Regions from separate parts of the Mus musculus genome. Here region 2 is linked to region 1. Evidence: chromatin contacts called from public HiChIP or PLAC-seq data. All regions are on one chromosome and are shown on one strand. The core of a region is the stretch at or near the end of the contact, and the rest is flanking DNA. Distances in the headings are between cores, read along the strand shown.

Region 1 (2,700 bases), core at 115-2,614:
ATGGGAATGTATCTGATACATGTGTATAATATGACGGCAGAGCGCAAGATCGAATTTTTATGGACAGATTAAGTTCACTAACCTTGTGAACAGGTTGTGGAAACAGATGATACATTTTTAAATGTTAAATTAAAATTTTGTCTGTTTGGTAGGATCTACTTAGGTAGAACAGGCTGGTCTTGAACTCACAGAGATCCACCTGTCTGTCTGTGCCTCCTGAGTGCTCGGATTAAAGATACATGGCACTGTGCTTGATAAATTAAGTTTTAAAGATGAATGTAAGATGGTGGTTTCTGTGAAGACATTTATGGCTTGAAGTAGGGTGAACAGCCTTGTTTTCCTGCTCTTCTTGGTGACATTATCTTTCAGTTGTCATTGAACTGGCATGATTTTGATACAAGAGAAGGAGCTGAGTGCAGACAAGAGTCTCTAAGACTATAGTTGGCGGGGCATTAGGGCCACTGTGTCAGGAGAGGGAGCAGGAATGAGTGACACTTTGTTTATAATATCTAGTAGTTGAATAACTAGTAGTAAATAGAAAGGCCAGCCTGTAGCACTGGCCCCCATAACCTCATTCCTTTGTCTAAGTTTGCTAATTACATGGAAGTAGGGAGCTACATACTCCTGGTAGGTCTGTGACTTCAGAAGTGTCAGCTCTGCAAGTTTACCTCAGTCCTTGTCACAAATGGCTGGCTAGCCAGCCTGGTTAGAACCCGGTTATAAAGAATCCTCCTCAGAATCACTTCGAATGGGTACCCCAGAACTGAAGAGACCAAATGGTGTGCAAGGAGTCTGAAGGGCGTATGTCATATGTCATTTGAATTTGGCAGTTTATATCAAAATAGAAGACATGATCTCTAAAGATCAAATAGTCTTTCCTTTGAATGAGAACATCATCAAGTTTTGGGCCTCTTCACATCCTCCCACCCCCACCCCCGATTGTCCTTGCTGATCTCCTGCTGTTGTGACATGTTAACTCCCAGATCTAAACTTCACAAAGGCCCTGAGCTGGGCTCATTCCTGAGCTGGGCTCATTCCTGAACTGCTTTGTTTGTGGGTTGAGGTCCCTGACATTACAGCTGCTTACGCAGTCTAACGGCCAGGCTTCCTGTCCACTTCACCGGATCTAAGACACAAACACAGGACCTCTGCTTGGCAAGTGAGCTGGCAGAAACACCTTTGGTCCTAAGTTACAGGTCCTTAGATTAGACTCTGCCTGCCTGCACATGTGCCTGTGTTCTAGCTGGGACTGTGTCTCATGTTGCAGGTTATTTTGCTTTAGCCTGAGTCCCTTCCAGGCACTCTATTCACAGCAGAAGCGGGTGGTCAGGCGTCACAGGGAGGTTTATGGTCCAGCACGGCTGGTTGGCCCAGGTCTTCCCAGCTGTTGAAATGGTGCTAGGGGCAAAAGGTGACTAGGTCACTCCTGTGCCACCTGCTTCTGTTGTTGTTTCTTTTAAATCCTCTTAAGTGGACTTTTAAAGTGTGAACTTTCAATCACATCCTGGCCAGAGAGCAACCTCAGAGGCAGCTGCAGCCTGCTCAAAGCCAGGGCCTGGGTGGGAAGCCCAGAGAGTCTTTATTTCTGCTTCCAAGAGAGAAGCAATCACGTGGCCAAAGCTAGTGTTAACTTACACACGGCCCTGTCCAAAGGTTGTATGAGATTGATACTGTTGTCTGAGTTTCTTACACCCTAGCTGTGCAGGACTTTAAAAGCCAGGTACTTTAGGACCACAGAGACCTCCTCCAAACTGAAACTCCCCTCTCCTCCCCTCCCCTCTCCTCCCCTCCCCTCTTCCCTTCCATTCACCTCCCCCTCCCTTCCCCTTTTCTCCCCTCTTTTCCTCCCCCTCCCCTTCCCTTCTCTCCTTTCCTCCTCTCTCCTCCCCTCTTCTCTCTTCCCTTCCCTTCCCCTCCCCTCTCTTTTCCCCCCGCTCCCCTCTCCTCCCATCTTCTTTCCTTTCTTTCTAGACAGTATCTCATGTACCCCAGGCTGGATTTGAACTTGCCAAGGATGTCTTTGAATGTCTGAGCTCCCTGTTTTTACCCTACAAGTGCTGAGATTACAGAAATGTGCCGTTTATGGGAAGCCAGGGATGGAAACCCGGCCTTTGTGCACGCTAGGCAAGCGCTCTGTGAACTGAGCTACATGCTCAGGTGATGGATTCAGGACTTGGCAGCCTTATTAGGAAGGTCTGGAAACTAGGAGGGAGGCTCTAGTTGCAGTAAGAGTGTGTTACTGGGGCTGTGTGCTTGAAATATATACCTCATCCCTGGTCAGTGTTCATCCTCTCAGTAGACCAAACTAATTTCCTTCATATTTTAAAAATCATAAAGTATTTGTCTTACACAGTCACATTATTTGCAGGTGGGGCCAAACTTGAAAGGTGCTGAGCATGTAGCTCTTCGATTTATCTGAGAGATAAAGAAATAAATCTTTAAAAGAAAAAGAAAAGAAACTCAATCAGCAATTTTTAGAAGATCAGGCATTCTAGCAGAGTATAACCCAAAGATAAACCTTGATACTTATATACTAAGAGATGATGCTGACAGGGAAATATTGTAGTCTTGATTCTGCGACAAAGTATGCCAGGCAGTGTTGGTTGAGAGTTCATGATATACTACTAGCTTGCGCACTGTAAGTGTGCCTGTCACACACTAGGAACCAATGCTGTCTGTCATCAAGTCACACCATGTGAC
Region 2 (2,719 bases), core at 52-2,551, 310 kb after region 1:
TCCATTTAAAATAGTTTTGACTTCACCATTCCTTTTAGGAGTAATAGGCTTGCCCAAATAGTTACCTACTAGCTCTCTGGACAGGTTGAGCACGTTCAACTTCTAAGAGGGATGACCTTGCCCTCCAAAATAACAGCCCCTTGAAGCTGCTTAAAAGGACAGCTCATAGACGGAAGCCATTCAAAAAAATTGTTAATGGCCCACACAGAAAAGTACAGAAGTTGAGATCTTTTGAGAATTTTTTATTGGTTATTTTATTTATTGACATTTCAAATGTTATCCCCTTCCCAGTTTCCTCTCCACAAACCTCTTATCCCCTCCTCCCCCTTTTTGAGGATTTTTTTTTTTTACGACAGCCAATTTTAGGACTGTTGACTGTGATAATAAAATATTTTACATTTACTGACTTCACTTTTATTTTCATTTTTTCTACGTCATCAAGATAGGACCCACAAATAACTGGGAAAAGCATGTTTTAAAGCAATAGTTCTAAACTTTCCTAAAGCTGGGACCCTTTAGTACAGTTCCTCATGTTGTGGAGACCCCCAACCACAAAATTACTCCGTTGCAACTTCAGAACAGTAATATTGCTACAGTCGTGAATCGTAATGAAATTTCCTATGATCTCGGGACCTTCGGAAGGTCCGGAGTTCAAATCCCAGCAACCACATGGTGGGAACGGAAAGTTCAGATAATAGAGTGCCTACCTAGCAGCAGTCAGGAAGCCCTAAGTTGTCTCTATCTCTACCACAATGTGGTAACAATCATGTAGATAATCTCAGCTCTCTGGAGACTGGGGCAGGAAAATTAGTTTTCAAGGTTATTTCAGATACACTGGAAGGAATTCAAGGCCAACTCGGAACACAGGAGAGGAGTCTGGGGAGGAGAGGGGTGGGGTACTTATTACTCTCTCAGAAGCATTACTGGAGAGAAAAACTATTCACGTCGGAAAATTCTATCAAAGTAGATTCTTCTAGGACCTGGCTATCGTACATAAGACATCGACTATTTTTCACCCCCTTTTCATTCACTCTGTAATATAGTTAATATAATGTCAAGTAAAGGAAAACAGAGAGAAACGAATAGCTCTTTCAAGACAGCGAGGTTAGGTCCCTACAGTAACGTTAAGTGCGTGAGCCTTAGAAAGCTGCGCCCTCCTCCTCCCTCGCCAGCAGCAAGCCAAAGCCTTAGCTGGCCCGGGACAGAAGGGCTCACGGCTGCGCATGCGCAGAGAGGAAGCCCGCCGAGGATTTTAGGAAAACGCCCCGCCCCCGCTTCCTCCCTCGGCCGCGCCCGGCGCCGGTCCGGAGGTGGTCACTTCCGCCGGGGCGTACGCACTGAATCCGGGTCAGCTGCAGCCGCCCGGACTGCAACTAAGATCGTCCGGGAAAAGCTGGGCCCCGTCTCCACAGCCGACCAAGGGCAGCGGGCTCTGCCCGGCGCCGCTTTCTGCGACCTGGCCGTCAGCCCCACGTCGCCGGCCTGGAGGGGCAAAGAGGACGAGGGGGCCGCGGCTTCCTCCGGGGTGAGCACGGCTTGGGTAGCGGGCCGGGCTACGGCACAGCCGGAGGGCTGCGGGAGGATCGGCCAGGCCAGGCGGGGGTGGCGGCCGTGGACTGGCGCGTTCGCGTTCCGGGTCCGAGCGCTGCCGGGCCCCGCCCTGCCTCGGACGCTGGTGCCAGGCTCTCGCCCCCTTCCTTTTTCCGTCTGTGGCCCGAAAGCCTGGAGCGGAACCTCCCGGTTCCTGGCTTCCCCTAGCCTCGTTTGTTCCGTGTTCCTAACCGGCGTCAGTCCAGAGCAGAACAAAGAAACTTGGGCGTGTAGTGCACCCCATAGCCTCGGGGGGATGGACGCAGACAGCATACACAGACAGCATCCTATAAGTCATCAGGGCTCTCTTGAACCTTCCTGAGTGTGATATCCTATTGTAGGGTGTGTACGTCAATGCCTGATCCTTGGCTGTTCTCAGACACTTAACCTCTTCATTTAAATACCGGCTAGGATGCTTTGGATTGCTGTATGCATGCGATGCCACTGGAGAATTCTTCCTAAGTCTGTTCACGTTCAAGCAGAAACTTATTTGGATCTATATTACGTTACTTCGAAACTTCCTTTGTCCTAGGAACTCTATGAGGACACAACTTTTGCAGTGTTTATCAAAGTATTTCTATAAAAGTGCCTTTCATCTGCAATTGCATCTTAGTATTGCTTTCTTTTGCGTCACTTTTAATTAGGATGTTTTCCCTTATACTTGAATTCCCATCTTCAATGAAATGCACGTTTTCTTATGATTTATTAGAATCCTTTAATTGTAGAGGGTTTTTTTTCTCAAAGGTTTTTTTTTTTTAATGTGTCTTGTCATGTGGTATAGGCGACTGCAGAGGGCATCGGAACCCCTGGAGCTGCTAGCATTATAGGCTGTTGTGGTGGGAACCGAAATAGGCTCCTGTGAAGAGCAGCAAGCATGCTTAACTACTGACCCACTCCTCTAGCCTTCACTTGTAGAAACTCTGTAATTCATGAGTGGGTGTTCCTTCAAAGTTAGAGTTGAAGTTATCTAGTTTAGTTACCCATACATGAAGTTACCAATGTTTGGTTGCCTCGCACATTATTTTTTTGGCTTGGTTCTTAATCAATCTCTATCTCTCAATGCCATTCTTAGGTCTTTTCTAACTTGCTGGACTAGGAAATGTGACATGTGCATAGCGTAGGGACTGAA

What was found. HiChIP or PLAC-seq counts read pairs in DNA pulled down with a chosen protein or histone mark.
Region 2: an H3K4me3 HiChIP or PLAC-seq map of embryonic limb bud shows a contact between it and region 1, with 4 times the contacts expected there. The contact joins the promoter of Bnip2 here to the enhancer-like site in region 1. A contact is called at or near these places in 1 of 15 datasets of contacts at CTCF or cohesin (CD8 T cells) and 4 of 115 datasets of contacts at active chromatin or transcription factors (embryonic basal ganglia, embryonic hindbrain, embryonic limb bud and 1 more).

What each region holds. Positions count from the first base shown.
Region 1 is chr9:69,680,502-69,683,201 of GRCm38.p6, forward strand. No RefSeq gene overlaps it. Among named protein-coding and RNA genes, the nearest start is that of Gm31469, 9.2 kb to the left of the region's middle. Within about 2 kb of position 1,365, at least 24 of the 459 cell types and tissues checked have an H3K27ac peak or open chromatin away from gene starts, as enhancers often do. A contact at or near this core is called in embryonic limb bud, where this site is marked.
Region 2 is chr9:69,988,165-69,990,883 of GRCm38.p6, forward strand. It overlaps Bnip2 (BCL2/adenovirus E1B interacting protein 2), which reads left to right and starts at 1,302. Exons shown (of 11, transcript NM_016787.4): 1 at 1,302-1,525.